Regions from separate parts of the Capra hircus genome. Here region 2 is linked to region 1. Evidence: chromatin contacts called from public Hi-C data. All regions are on one chromosome and are shown on one strand. Each heading gives the region's core, a stretch centred on a gene start, on an enhancer-like site or on the middle of the called end of the contact. The rest is flanking DNA. Distances are from core to core; before and after follow the strand shown. Region 1 has its middle 19 kb from the start of EMC8. Region 2 has its middle 110 kb from the start of IRF8.

Region 1 (7,608 bases), core at 2,950-5,449:
GGGAAGTGGAGACAGATAAAGGGACCGTCGATGGAACTGTCATGTCACGGAACAACGAGGCCATGCTCAGACAGAAGGAGGCGGTCATAGGTCCTGCTGCAGGACAAGCCCTGTTGTAGACGGCTCAGTACAAAAGCGGCTTTCAGAAATGCGTTGGTTGGACGTCCCTGGGGGCACAGTGGGCAAGAATCTGGCTGCCAAAGCGGGGTACACGGTGCTGATTTCAGGTATGGGAAGAGCCCACATGCCGAGGGGCAACTAAGCTCGAAGGCCACACTCCTGAGCCTGTGCGCCTGGAGCCTGTGCCCCATGAGACTAGGTCCCGCTTGTCTCAGCTAGAGAAAACCCACGCAGAGCAACAAAGACCCAGCACAGCCAGCGATAAATACAGAAGGAAAAGAGGTGCATGGGTAATGAGGATGAAAGCAAACATCAATTGTAACAGGGTCTGGCCTTGAATAAACAGGAATCCAGGAATGCACATTGACGTCAGTGGATACACATGGACAGCTTTCCATCGTGCACTGCCCCACCCCTAAACACAGAACCCCTGAGAAGAACTCAGCATTGCTTCTGTGATTTTCCAGACAAAATGCATAATTTGCATCTCACTGTGAGGAAACATCAGACAAACCCAAATCAAGAGGCATCTGAGAAAAGACTGGACTGTTCAAACATGTCCAGGCCGTGAACGCCAAGGAGACACTCAGAACAGATCCAGGCAGACAACAGGTCATCCCGTGATCCTGAATGGGGTCCCGCTGTGAGAGCAGGCTGGAGCCCTGGGTCCCAGCTGTCGGGAAACCCGAGTGGGGTCTCAGGGCGAAGGGTACACAGGGATGCTCTGAGATACTCTTATGCGCCTGCAAGTCCAAAACCGCTTCAAAACAGAGTAACAGTAAACGTAAAGGAGAAAAAACAAACAAACCATACAGTGATGGTGCTGACTGCCACCCCTCCTGCTCCATGCAAGGTCACAGGAAGGACACGGTACCCTCTGAGGTAGGTAAGCTCGAGCAGGGCCCAGCCTGGGGGACACAGGGACACACGGAGACACACGATCCATGTCAGCCTGTGAGACATCCACCCACACAACAACCGAGTCTCCTCAGCGAACGAACGGCCAGACAGAGAAGAGAGGAATACAGGAGACTCACAGGCACAGCAGCCTTTCCTGGATCCTAATTCAAGCAAACCGACTTCAGGGAAACGTTCATGAGAGAACTGGAGCGACGTGGACCCTGCCTGGCTGTCAGATGATACACGCGAGTTACTGCTAAGTTGTCTGCATGGAATCATGTTATGACTGTGATGCTTTAAAAAAAAAAAAAGTCCTCATCTTTAAGAGCACTTTGACATATCCGTGGATAAAACACGATGATGTCTGGAGTCTGCTCAGACAATTGTGCAAATGTGCATTGATGGATGGATAGACAGAATGCGGGACAGATGTATGAGAGTGTTTATTATTCAGTCTTGGGAAGGAATGAAGTGCTGACACCTGCTACAACTCCAGTGAATTGTGAAAACATTATGTGCTAAGTGAAAGCCAGACACGAAAGGCCAAACCATTTTATTCCACTTATATGAGGCACCTAGATAGTCAAATGCATAAACACAGAAAGTAGAAAAGAGGTTCCCAGAGCTGCGGGTGGGGGAAACAGTGGGAGTTAGTGTTTAATGGAGACAGAGTTTCTGTTCGGGATGATGGAAAATTTCTGGAGATGGTGGTGGTGATGACTGCGGGAAAATGTGAATGTGCTTTGTGACTCTAAACAGAAAATGGCAAACTTTATTATGTATATCCTACCACCTTAAAAAAAAATACCAGAGGGGTGACGCACAAGCAGGTAATTGCTAAAACTGGGTGACGAGAACCTGGAGATTGCTTTTATGATTCACTCTCTTTTCATGCATGTTTCAAATGCTTCCACACTGAAATGCATTCTTAAAACCATACAGACAAAATGATGGTCCAAACACCCAGGGTTGATGAGCACAGCTATGAAAACCACTGCAGCTTGGAAAAATATTCATGAGATTATGTTGGGTCTGGCTCTCCAATTCTGTCTATACTATGTGTGAATCACATGCCAAAACATGAATTAAGGAAAAAAGTCTGGAAGGAAACATACCAAATTTACAACAGCCCGTAGTGTTCTGACGGTTGGATCGTGGGTAGATTTTCTTTTCTTCTTCTAAACTTTCTCTAACAGAGGTACTTGTATAGGCTTTGGAAATAAGTTACGTATCCCCCAGGGCAGTCACAGGAGAGAGGCTGTTAGCCAGTGATGAGACTTCTCTGGTGGCACCGTGGGTGGGAATCTACCTGCCAGAGCAGGGGCCATGAGTTTGATCCCTGGGCCAGGAAGACTCCACGTGCCGCGGAGCGACTAAGCCCGTGCCCTGCTGAGCCTGTGCTCTGGAGCCCACCGGGCGCAGCTACAGGGCCCACGTGACACAGCTGCAGACGCCTGCGTGCTCCAGAGCCCGTGCTCCACAAGAGGAGCCATCGCGACGAGAAGCCCGGGCACCGCAATCAAGAGCAGTCTCTGCTCGCCACGACCTCAGAAAGCTGGCTCGCAGCAATGGAGACCCAGCACAGCCAGGGAAACGACCCAGCACAGCCGCTGTGCTGTGCTCAGTTGTGTCTGGCTCTTCAGTGGATTGTGGCCCGCCAGGCTCCTCTGTCCATGGGATTCTCCAGGCAAGAATACTGGAGTGGGTCGCCATTTCCTTTTCCAGGGGATCTTTCCAACCCAGGAACTGAACCTGCATCTCCCGCATTGGCAGACAGTTTCCTTACCACTGCGACACCTGGGAAGCCCTGAATAAATATTTAGAAAACAACAACACACGAGCTATGAGAAGGCAGCAATCCATCTGGAGAGTTCCGGGCTGCCTGGCCTGAGGATTTGGGGACAGCTGCCAGCCTAGGGCAAGGGGTGGGCAGCCTCTGCTCCTTCCTCTGGGGTGGGAAGAGGGTCTCCCCCAGGGCTGTCCCCTCCCTGGAGTGCAGTGGGTGCAGAACAGTGCAACCAGGCCTGACCCCAGGCCCCCACACACAAAAGGGCCCCCAAGAGTCGGGCTGGGGGCACTTCCTGTGCAAACGCCCGGCGGCTGCGGCGTCCAGGGCTGTGGTCGGCTGGCCCCAATCTGGGCTGGCGTTGCTCAACCCGCCCTGCTTTTCCTGTTCCCCTTTCCCGACGGCGCAGCCGGGCTGCAGGTCCGGGGGCTCTGTGGGCTCACCACATGGTGGACGCCCCCCCTGCCCAGGAGCTGTTTCCATGTCTCTGATTGTTTTCCCTCCCTGGATTGCTAAACAGCTTATGAAGAAACCCCCTCTTTTGCTTTTGTATCCTGGGGAAGGAGCTCAGCACTGTTTGCCAAGAGGCTGTGCCGTCGATCCCGCCACAGCCAGGTGGGGCGGCTCCCCCAGAGATGGGTCCAAACCCAGCCCCAGGTTGCACAGTGGTAACAGCTGACACTTACAGGGTGGGGGAGCTGTCCTCCTGACAGCCGTCCCGAGGGGGCCCGCTGTGACCCCGGTGTCTCGAGGAGGGGGCTGCAGCGTCACAGGGAGGTGACACGGTTGACCCAGGTCGGGTGGGAGGGGGTTGACCAGAACCAGGATGCAGCGCTCGCCCTCGCAGGTGCCCCTGCAGCGTCCCTCGTGCCCAAGTGCCCCCAGGGCCCCACGGAGGCTGCAGGTACAGGAGCCTCAGAGGTCCTTTGGAAGAGTGAACACTCACTCCTGAGGTCACCGCTTTGGGAAGGAAATTTCAAAGAGGTGGAAAAAACCCCCATGGGGAGAAACATCTGTGCCAAGGAGAGTGTCGCCTCTGGGGGACGACTGAGAAGGGGTCCCGGGGAATGTTCTGTTTCATGCACCACCCGACGGGTCCGTGGAGTGCTCGGTGTCCAGAATATTTCACCATGATTTTAAAACAAAAAACCAAACAAACCCGACTGACTGCACAGGCCTCTTTGACCCTGAGTTGGTACTCCGAAGAAAATCAGCCAGTGGCTGACAGTCTCAGCGGGAGACGCTGAGCTCCACTGTTTATCCCAAGACACACCCTCAGGATTGGAGCCCCTAGCAGACAGGACGAGAGCAGAGCAAGGCCTCCCCCACCACCAACTATGGAATCATGGTTTTGATGAGGGCCACCCACAGCCCCCTCAGGCTGTGAGGGAGGCCCCCTGACCCAGCCCCTGTGAGAGGCCTCCCCGGGGCCATCCGTCCCCTGCTTCACCAGAACCCCCAGGGAGACGACCAACCACGCTAATACAGCAACCCAGCCTCCGAGGAACCTGTGGTATTTTTCAAGCCCAAGAAAAGAAAAATTCCGGCTGCTCAGACATCTGAAACAAACACTGGCTTTTCTGATTCTGAGACCCACGGGGATCTTTATTACGTAAACTTCTGAAGGATCTGTTCTGTGCAGATGGACAAAAATACATAATTCACTTACAACATAAATAGCTTAGCGTTCCACTGCTCCAGGCCCTGGTTATATATTATCATTTCAAAAAACCTGTGGAGGGTTTTGTGGCCAGTGGCCGAGGCTCAGTCACCATGAGCAGAAGTCTGGTCATGATAGGCTCCGTGTGGAGTAAACGTGGGCGAGCCTGGACATGGGTCCCCCATGATCTGGCCTCGGGCTCCCTTTTGTGCCGATGGTACTGGGGCGGGGCCGCACGCTGAGGTTCTGTTTTTCAGGATTACTTCAAGATGAAGACACTTCTGTGGGCATAACTGGGAGATACTGTAGATTCGGTTCCAGTCCTCGAAATAAAGTGAGTCTCAAATGCTTCGCTTCTCGGGGCCCATGAAGGTTCTCTTTATACTCTACTGAGCCTGCTCAGAATGCAGTAGCACTACGGCTAAAAAATCTGCATGCTGTGCTGTGCTTAGCCGCTCAGTCGCATCTGACTCTTTGAGACTCAAAGGACTTCAGTCAGCCAGGCTCCTCAGTCCATGGGATTCTCCAGGCAAGAACACTGGAGTGGGTTGCCATTTCCTTCTCCAATGCATGAAAGTGAAAAGTGAAAGGGAAGTTGCTCAGTCGTGTCCGACTCTTAGTGACCCCATGGACTGGAGCCTACCAGGCTCCTCCATCCATGGGATTTTCCAGGCAAGAGTACTGGAGTGGGGTGCCATTGCCTTCTCTGAACAACACTGGAGTGAGCTGCTATTCCAGGGGATCTTCCTGACTCAGAGATCAAACCCAGGTCTCCAGCATTGCAGGTGGATTCTTTACCATCTGAGCCACCAGGGAAGCTCAAAAAATGTGCATACTTTAATCTAAAAAAACAAAAACAATGACAACAGTAACTTCTAAGATCACTGATCACAAATAATAAAGGTTTGAAATATTGGGAGAATTATCGAAACGTGACACCCAGAAACAGAATGAGCAAACACTTGCTGTTGGAAAGCGGCAACAATAAACGCAGGGTCGCCCCAAACTCTCAACTTGGAAAGAAAAGGGAAAGGCACCTCTGCGAAGCCCAAGAAAGCAAAGCACAATGAGACCAGGTACGCATGTGCAGGGGGCGGGCGAGGGTCTACACCTCCACAGTTCACCCCTCTGAATATGAGCTTTTCATCTATGGCCCGGGAGGGTGTGGGGACCAGACCTACAGTTAAAATGTCTCATCTGATCTCAGATGCCTAGGGCAGGCTTCCAGGAACTTTTCAGCAATTTTTTCAGATCTGTTTCTTCCCAACTCTTGGTACCTAGAAGACCCATGAAAGGCGTCCACTGAGCCTATGTGCTCGCACACATGCTTGTACATGTCTGTGTGCCTATACGTATTTCTGGGTAGAGGGTTCTTAGCTTTTGTTGGATTCTCAAAGAGGGTGATGAGTCTAAAAGTCTTTGAACCTGTGTGTCAAACTCTTTGTGTTATGAATGGCAAACAACAACAAAAATCCAACTTAAACTGGCTGGAGTAAATAAAGAAGAAAAAGGAATTTATTGGCCCATGCAAGCAAAAGGTCAGGGAGATGCTGGGCTCAAGTAAAGCTGGATCCAGGGGCTCAAATCACACCAGAAAACCCGAGTCTCTCCATTTCTGGCTCCACTTTCCTCCTTGGTCACCTCAGTATCAGGTGGACTTGCTCCAACCAGGCCTTCCAGGGGCTCAGACGCACACCCTCACTGTTCCAGATGCAGCAGGATCCTAGCATCCTGGGGGCCCAGTGCAGCTCACGTTCACTAACAAATCCTTCCGGCAGAGGACTGGGATGCTTATCTAGGATCTGGGTCCTTGCTCTTCCCTGCAGTCCCAGAACAGGGGCTCTGCCAGGCTCATGCAGATACCAAGCTGGTGTTTTCCAGGGTGCCTCGAGGAGGTTTGAGGAAGTGGTGGCCCTAATAGCTGGGAAAGTCCTCTGAGGCAGCCTTGTGACTTGCTTTGCAGGTGACCCCAGCAGGCTCCTGATCAAAGGGAAAACCCCAAGAGTCCCCCTCCAGCCCGGCGTGGTGACAGCATGTACAGAAATGCCTGGGAAGCACCAAACGCCAACGTGGCCACTGGCCAGGAAGCCCCAAACATGGAAATGCTGCCTAAAGCCCCTGCCGGTCACACCTTCTGGATACATGTGGTCACCTCCAGCTTGCACCCTCTGGTATCTGGACACTGACTATCTCAGCACTCAGCAGAGAAACTAAATCAAAGCCAGCCCTGACAGGGCCAGCCTCTGAGCTGGAGTCCCACCTGACAGCTGTGCCCGGAGCCTCAGCCACCGCAGAGCAAGGGGAGATGTGTGAGTGCTGCAGTGAGACACGCTGGGGCTTAGCCCCTGAGCCTCCCATCTCTTTTGGTGTCCCCACCTGGAATGGGTAACTGCACTTCCTGCCCTAGGACTGCAGTGAGCAGTGACTGAGATGGAACATGAGACAGACGTTAGCGTGATGACAGGACAATGAAACGCTCACTCAGCAAATGCTACTGAGCATCCACTATGTGCCAGGCACTCTCCCAGAAGCTAGGGTTACAGTGAGGAACAAAGCAGATAGAGGTGTTTGGAGCTTGTGAAGGTGAAGGAGACAGTGGTGATGAGGATGGTGGTGACGGTGATGCAGGAGGGTGAAGATGAAGCCAAGACTCCTCCCCAGACCACGAGACCCTCAGGAGCAGGAGCTCAGCTCCCACTTGCCGCCCCCTCAGTGTCTTGCACATAGTAGGTACTCAAGCAATGGGTGTTGTTGACAGACTTACTCTACAAACCGCTCCAGGCAGAGAAGAACCCTTCCAAGATGGCTCAAACCAGCCTCCATGCGAATTTCTTTAAAGTTGTGTGTTTTATCTTTAAAAGGGACTTGAGTCTCTTTCCACTCTGTGGTCCATCCATGTTTGTTTTACTTGTAAACAACAGCCTTTTTCAAAACTTTCGGTGAAAATGATGCCCCAAGAAAACATGCCCTGTTTACTCCTATGGCTTTTGAGACACTAACACACTCACACAGGCACGCACATACACTCATCTCCCTCAGGCCACCCACACACACAGCAGGTCTTGGAGCCCAGGGCCAGAAGCACGAACCCAAACTGATACGCCTCTGAGAACACGCACCTCTCCTGGCGGTGCTGAGCCAG
Region 2 (7,608 bases), core at 2,941-5,440, 160 kb before region 1:
TCGATTTTTTTTTAATACATGTAGAAAGTAAAAATAATAAAATTCTATCTGAAACAAGGAACAATAACAGGAAAACCTCAAAAGAGATTAGCAAATGGTCAAGACCTGTGGGCACTGCCCGTAAATGATCGGAAGGCCTGGAAGCAGCCTGTTCCCCCCAAGTTGGAGTCTGTATTGTAGGGCTCAGCCCCACTCAGTCCCCCCAACCCCTGCATTTGGGGAGTGCTGGTGTCCTAGGAAGACATCAGGCTATACTGTCAGATCGATGTGCCCGAAACCCAGCTCTGCTTTCTAGCTGGGCAGCCTTAGGCCACTGGCTCACCCTCTCTGAGCCTCAGATTCCTCAGAAGTGACCACTGACGGCTCCCCTGCAGTGACTGTAATTAGATGAGACCAGTAGTCAAAACGCAATAGAAACGTGGCTCCAGGGAAGGGTCTTTTCACATCAGTTCTCCAAGACCAGGGCTCATGTCCCTCTTTTGCTGTCTCAGCCACAGGTCTGGAGGCCAACAGGCTCAGGGGCCAAACACAGGCCACCTCCTGGCCAAATCAGTTGCCTCTGGAGCCACTGAGCTCCATTCAAGGCCCGGGGGAAATGGAGCCATAAACGCCCCCGCCCGCCCCTCCTGTCACTGGAGATCAAACCGTTATCAGAATCAAAGCCGCCCCACTGATGGATGAGCCCGGGGACAGGGCCCCGGCCGCCAGCCCCCTCCTGGTTGTGGAGTTCAGAGCCTGCCAGCACCTCGCCAGGAGCCCCAGCATAGTTTAATTGGGGCCAGAATACCTTCTGCCCCTTGTCACCCCTCAGGAAAGCTGCTTATCTCCTTCTGCCGGGAGGAGGGCGCGGAGGTGTTAGCAGGCCAGCCAGATGACGAGCCCGCACAGACAGGGAGGCCTGGCTGGTGGCTGGCCCCTCTCCTCCAACAGGCCTGGAGCCCCAGGTGGCTCTCCAAACCCGGGGAGCCCTGAGATTAAGACATGGAAGCAGCCAGCAGATCTGCCAGAGCCCTTTATTTCGGGAGGCTTGGCGGGGGAGAGACCAGGGGCGGGGTCACCCTGGCACCCGCTGGACTCTTGGCCTCCCAGGGGAAAGGAAGACACAATACCCAGGGCTCAGAAGATTCCAGAAGGGCCTGGCCCATCTGAGAGCTGACGCCAGCCCCCACCTCAGGGGACCCCAAAGGAATTCACGGAGCTGTCAGAGATGTAATCGTGACCACGTCAGCACCCTGGAAGCTTCAGACAGAACCTTGAGAAGAAAGGAACACAGTGGCTGTTGTTGGAGGCATCAGAAGAAATCCGGGTTGCCCACCTCATAGCCACCTGACTCCCGCTGGGTGACCCTGGCTGAAAAATAAGGAGGGGTGAGAGGTCATGTTTCCAGCTGTCCTGGTGTGGACGACGTGAGCCAGTGAGATCGGTTTAGCAGTGCCTGTCAGTCCCCAATGTATTATTATATTATTATTATTATTAGGAACTGGCTGGGACATAACATGGAACGAAAATTCAAGTGACAGTACATGGGGTAATGAATGAGTGGGGCCTGGAGATACATCCGTGTGCCGGCAGTGAACTTGAGGGTGCAGCAGCAGCTTTAATGTCTTTTCCAAGGCCTCCTTAATAAGCCTGTGTTCCCTTGTAACTGTGAAAGCTACACCTGCTAAGTTCTGGAAGAGATGCCCATGCGGCCAGGCCCCATGCAGGGCGGCTGGCCCCCCGGGTGCGCCTTCTTGGAGAAATCCCCAGCTGCCCAGGGTCACACCGGCTGCTCTCGCCAGGCCCTCCAGGTATCTACAGCTGGTGTAAATGCCTGTCGCTGTGCACAGGGAATTAGATGATCGTAACCTTGCTGCCTCTGTGTATGAGCCTTTTCCCGGCTCTACCTGTGGCATCTGGTCTGAAAAGCATGCTGTCCATGTGCTCCAAGGTGGAGTTCTGCCTGCCAGGGCAGCCAGACTCACCGGCCCTATCGTCCACAACTGGGCCCACCAACTCCACCAACCCCCCCAAATCAACCCCGCCACCCTGCATGCCAGCTGCCTGCTCTGGGTCTGCGTGGCTCCACGTGAAAAATCTGCTTTCATCTTCATCACCCCGTGGCTTAGCAATGAATGAATGAATGAATGAATGGGAACACTGTTAGGTAGGATGGCATGAGGAGGGCAAGCTCGGGCATGCAGGAAAGACTGATTTTCATCTCTCTGAGGACTGGAAAGCCAGGAATTAGAGGCAGAACAGGCAAGTGGAGGGACCCTGGAGAAAGAGGGGCCTGGGTTCAAATCTGGCCTCCATCCCCCACTAATTGTGCAGCCCCCCCCACAACAGAGTGTCTAATTCTGGGAGCCTTCGGGTTTTCCTATGCAAAACTGGTTAACAAACTGGTTAACGTGGGTTTATTGTGAGGGTCAAATAAGATGATATATGAACCACTGCTGATGCTCCTGCTAAGTCGCTTCAGTCGTGTCCAACTCTGTGTGACCCCACAGACGGCAGCCCACCAGGCTCCACCGTCCCTGGGATTCTCCAGGCCAGAACACTGGAGTGGGTTGCCATTTCCTTCCCCAATGCATGAAGGTGAAAAGTGAAAGTGAAGTCACTCTGTCGTGTCCAACTCTTAGTGACCCCATGGACTGCAGCCTACCAGGCTCCTCCGTCCATGGGATTTTCCAGGCAAGAGCACTGGAGTTGGGTGCCATTGCCTTCTCTATATGAACCACTAGGACATAGTAAATGTTCGCTAGACATAGTTGTGACGATAAGGGAAGGAATATTGACAGCCCCCTCCCCGACCCCACCAGGCCAAGCCAGCAGCTCTTGACACCAGCTCCCATCACAATCATCTGGGGAGGTTTTAACACCACAAGTGCCAGACCCTGAGCTCCTTGGAGGAATGGCTAATTCCAGGCTGGGCAGGGAAGCCGGAGTGAGCCTGGAACTAACTAGTCCTTAGGGGAGGGTGTTTGGCGCCTGGAGAAGTCTTTATGGGGCTCTCTGTGTCCATTACCTTCCATCCTTGTTCTAGCCCTTGGTGGGAACTATTCCAATATCCATCTCATGAGGTTCAGAGTGAAACAGCTTACCCAGAGCCCACAGAAGAATGTGGCAGAACCAGGATTTGAATACAGAAATGCATAACTCAAAAGCCCAGTTTTTCTACTAACCCGTGGAGATTCCATCCTTGTTTTCCCTGAGAGGGGGGTGTCTTTGCAGGAATCTTTAGCTGGAGCACCATCATCCCTAAAATACCTTAGCATAAGTATCTGCTTCACAATTCCAAGATATCTACAATGTGTCTGTGTGTTTCAAGAGTCTGGTCCTCTTGGCTGTGTGTCATTGGGGTGGTTGCATCCCCTCTCTGGCCAGGCTAGAAGCACCTCTAGACCCAGTCACCCCTGGTGCTGCACCTGGGAAAACCAAAGCTGAGCCCAGGAGCGTGGACTGCAAGAGTTGCAATCCCAGGGCGTCTGAGAGTCCCACCTTCATGGAAGGCAAGGAGTCCCTCAGGCTGTGCGAGCCTGGTGTTCAACAGCGACACCCTGTGGCCACCGCCGGAGCAGCAGCTCCAACGGGGGTGGGGGTCAAGCCTGTCCACCTGCTATCCACAGGCAGCCTGACCCCCACCTTGCACCAGGAACGCTCCAAAGCTCTCGGTCATCAGGGAGGCAGGGCCTGTAAGAGGTGATCCACCAGGCTTGGAGCAAATAAGGACAAGTTGAACATGAGCAATTACTTTTTTGAAGCGTCATGTGGTCACATTTGACCTCCAAACTGGGAGAAGCTGGGGGAAGCTGAGGGCAGATGACTTCTATGTCATCACAGCCCCCACGATCACTTTGTGGGAAGCCCAGCACAAGGTCTGTAATACCTAACATCTGTCAATGAGAAAAGGGTATTTGAATTGCAAACATTTGATTAATGCCAAAATTCCAAGGGTGGGCAGGGAGGTGGGTCGGCTTCTGGGGGCCACTTGCCCAGCACCAACTCTGACTGCTTCCTCTTATTCTATGTGCGTGAGTTCCCCAGAGGGTCTTTCCTCGCCTGACCCTGCAGTGTTCTCACATTGTTCTGTTTTTCAGACAACAGCTGGTCGCCAAGGAAACCACTGCGGAGACCATAGTCAGACCCGTGTCTTCCCTGCAGGGAAATTCAGCCCTTACTCATCTCTCCATCCACAGCCGCCTCTTGGCGTGACCTCGGAAGGCGCTGCCAAACCCCAAGCGAGGAGTCCCCTCCCTCCCGCCGGGACCTTTCCCCAGGGGGCTGAAAGAAGGAAGCAGGGCTGGGATGAGAAAGCCTGGGGCAGCAGAGCCAGCAGGGCCCTAGAACCCTGTCATCGGCCCTTCCTTGTTTCAGTGCACGTGTGTTACCGGAGTGTGACACAGAGCATACAAAGCAGGAGAAGCACCCTTTACATCTCCCGCTCCCTTCCCCTGCGCCCCGAAAGGTGACCACTCTCCTGACCTCTAACAGCAGGCCTTGGCTCCGCCTGCTGCTGCACTTGACATCTTAATACTTAGAATCACCCAGCGTCTGCTCTTTGGAGTCGGGGCCGTGTTTTGAACAAGGGAGGTTTACTTCCCTGTTACTTCTCTGAAAAAACACACACTCCCTGTTAAGGCTGAGCCCAGAAAGAAAGAAACCTGGGAGAGACCCGGGGGAGAGACCCAGGAGTAACCCTTTCCAAAGGTTTACTTCCTGTCGCTGGAAGGCGCAGCGGCCCAGCCTGGCACACGCACGCAGCCTAGGGCTTACGCCGTCACAGGCGCCGGGGCAGTCCCCAGCTCTGAGAGGAGCGGCGTTGCTGTGAGCTGGCCTGTCTGCGTCTTTGGGTGAACCTCTATTTGCGCGTCTCTTGAGCACCCACCCAGGATGGGAGGTGCTGGGCACGGGGGCATGGCTGCAGTAGCCATGGCCAACAGGGTCCCCGAACTCCGGTCCCAAGTGGCCCTCCCAGCACCTGGTGTGAGATTCGGCCCTTCCCCATCCTTGCCAGCTCTCGGCATTGCCTGCCCTTTGCTTTCTGGCCGTTTTCCACCCCTTTCGTGTTGGGGGTGGGGACCCTGAGGCCAAGGAGATGGCCATTCTCATGGTCCCGGGAGCAGAGGCGCCAGCCCCCGCCTGGAGCAAGCTCTCCTGTCCTGGCAGAGGCACCGGCTCAGTTTCCACCTTGAGTCTCATCCAATGAAACCATCCTTGAAGTCAAGGCGGGCTTTCCACGAGCAATAACAAGGAGTACGATAGTGACTTGCGTTTGTTGGACCCTGACTGAGCACCAGGGCCCCGTGAGAGCTCTGCCTGTATCACCTCTGGTGGTCTACATGTGACCTCAGGACAGAGACACTTCTCTCTGTCCCTGTGGTAGAGGTGGGGAGCCCGGAGAGGTGGAATAACTCCCCTGAGAGCACACAGCTGGCAAGCGGGAGAGCTGGGACTCAAAGCCTCGTCCTCTGCCTCTGGAGCCTGCTTCTTTGGCCCGTCTGGTGGGGCACTGGGAGCTGAGACGCTCTCCCGGGTCTCTCCCAGGTTTCTTTCTTTCTGGGCTCAGCCTTAACAGGGAGTGTTTGTCTTTTCAGAATCTGCTAATCTGAAAAGTACAGCTTTTCAAGGATTAGGTAGCCAAGTAAACCTCTCCAAAGCTGCGTGATTTTCAGGTCTCTTGATTGACACGTGAAGTTCCACAGCGAATCCGCACGTGTTCACCACATGTGCACGCGTGTGTCCTCGCCTCTCGTTTCATCCCGGGTCTCTCTGCACCGCATCCGAGTGTACAGGTCAAGGGTCGCCTGCTTGCAGGGGTCTGAGGCCATGCAGCCTGTCCTCTCCATCTACGAGGCCTTTATCCCCCACCACCCACTCGTGCCTTCACTGACCCACATGTTGTGTTTCAGCCCCATACGCCCGGCCCCGGGACACAGCGTGAACTTCTGGCATAGCCAGTCTCTGTTCTTACACAAGGCAGACCCAGCACAGTGATGGGGACATTCGGGGCTCTGAGAGTGTGGCCACATCCGTTCATGGAAGACAGAGGCTTGGAGGAGGAAGCTGAGACCTACAGAGTGGGAAGGAGGAGCTGGGGAGGATGTCCCCGGCACAGGGAGGGCAGGTGCATGGAGGGAGCTGGTCAGGCAGCAGCTTGGAGCTGCCTCCAGGGGGCGTTGTTTCTAACACGCTTATTTAATACACCAATGCGAGCGGCCTGTGCGTCCGTCAGCTCAGTCGTGCCCGACTCTTTGTGACCGCGTGGACTGTAGCCCACCAGGCTCCTCTGTCCGTGGGATTCTCCAGGCAAGAATACTGGAGTGGGTTGCTGTTTCCTTCTCCAGGGGATCTTCCCGACCCAGGGATCAAACCCCGGGTCTCCTGCACTGGAGGCGGATTCTTCACCACCTGAGCCACCAGGGAAGCCCGGTACGCTAATTAGCATGCAAACTTAATGTGCTAATTTGCAGTGCTTAGTGTATGTGCTAATTTAGAGTGCCAGTCTGCGCTCTGAGCCTCCACGAGCATTTCCCAAGCTCTTCAGCCAAGGAAGACAATTCCCCAATGATGAAACCTTAAAAGTCACAGGACACCCTTCTCCTGTACTGTCTCCTTTGATCTTTTAACCCCTCTGGCCTCTGCGCTGGCCTCCCCTGGGAGCTGATTAGAAGTACAAAGTCAGGCCCCAGCCCAGACCAACTCCATTAGGATTCTCATCTTATCAAGATCCTAAGTGACCCGCATGTGTGTGAGAGCCCAGGAGCATGGCTGCCCATCCGGGAATCCCAGGGAAGAAGAAGAAGTTTCGTCTGGTGGTACTGCATTTTCAGAGAGGAGGCCTTTGGCAAGAGGAGAAGCTCTTAGAAGAGCTTGCTAAGATGCAGATTCCGGGCCTTGTCCTCAGGGGTTTGGATTCAGCAGCTCTGGGGAGGGCCTAGAAATAAGCATCCTAACTAGCATGCAGGGTGACGTTGACCACACTGGGAACCACAGCTCCCTGGTCATTTGAGATCAGGGAGAACACCAGGATGCCTGTGGAGTCTGACAGCTTGGGTTGCTAGCCTTGCTGTGTGGCCTTGGGCAAGGCACGTGCCCTCTCTGGGCCTCTGTGCTCTCCCTGCATAAGAGTAGCAGGTTGAATCGGAGAGGGAGGAACAAGATTGTTGTTTCTTAGGCTCACTTGGGAAATTGCTGAGGACCTTGAGGGAACACCATGCAATTCTCAGGCTATCCACTAGAGGGTGCCCGCACTCCAGAGACACAGCCTTTCTGCGCCCTGAGCTCCCAAGGAGCAGTTTCCTGCGTTTTTCTCCTGATGGATCCACTGTCCTTACTGTTTAGGGAAGAGCCTCAGGTCACACCAGTCAAGAGTTTCAGAGAAGGGAGCATTTTTGTTAACACAGGAGGCAGGAAGCCTGAGCTGATCTCATGCCATCCATCTGGACCCTCACATCTAAGCCTGTTGCAGATGGATTCATGGATGGCCTCAGCAGTGTCCTTCAACCTCTGAGCATCAGCTTCCTCCTCTGCAGAGCAGGGCTGTCAGACCCAAATGTCCTGAGTCCCCAAATCCAGCCTCAATATTTTACAAGGCATCTGTTAATGTCTGCAGAAAGTTAGGAAACG

The links. A called contact is a pair of places that touch in the nucleus more often than the background predicts.
Region 2: a Hi-C map of blood shows a contact between it and region 1, with 5 times the contacts expected there. The contact joins two enhancer-like sites. A contact is called at or near these places in 2 of 5 Hi-C or Micro-C datasets (both in blood).

Annotation. Positions count from the first base shown.
Region 1 is chr18:13,179,837-13,187,444 of ARS1.2, reverse strand. No RefSeq gene overlaps it. Among named protein-coding and RNA genes, the nearest start is that of EMC8, 19 kb to the right of the region's middle. Within about 2 kb of position 4,199, at least 1 of the 5 cell types and tissues checked has an H3K27ac peak or open chromatin away from gene starts, as enhancers often do.
Region 2 is chr18:13,344,658-13,352,265 of ARS1.2, reverse strand. No RefSeq gene overlaps it. Among named protein-coding and RNA genes, the nearest start is that of IRF8, 110 kb to the right of the region's middle. Within about 2 kb of position 4,190, at least 2 of the 5 cell types and tissues checked have an H3K27ac peak or open chromatin away from gene starts, as enhancers often do.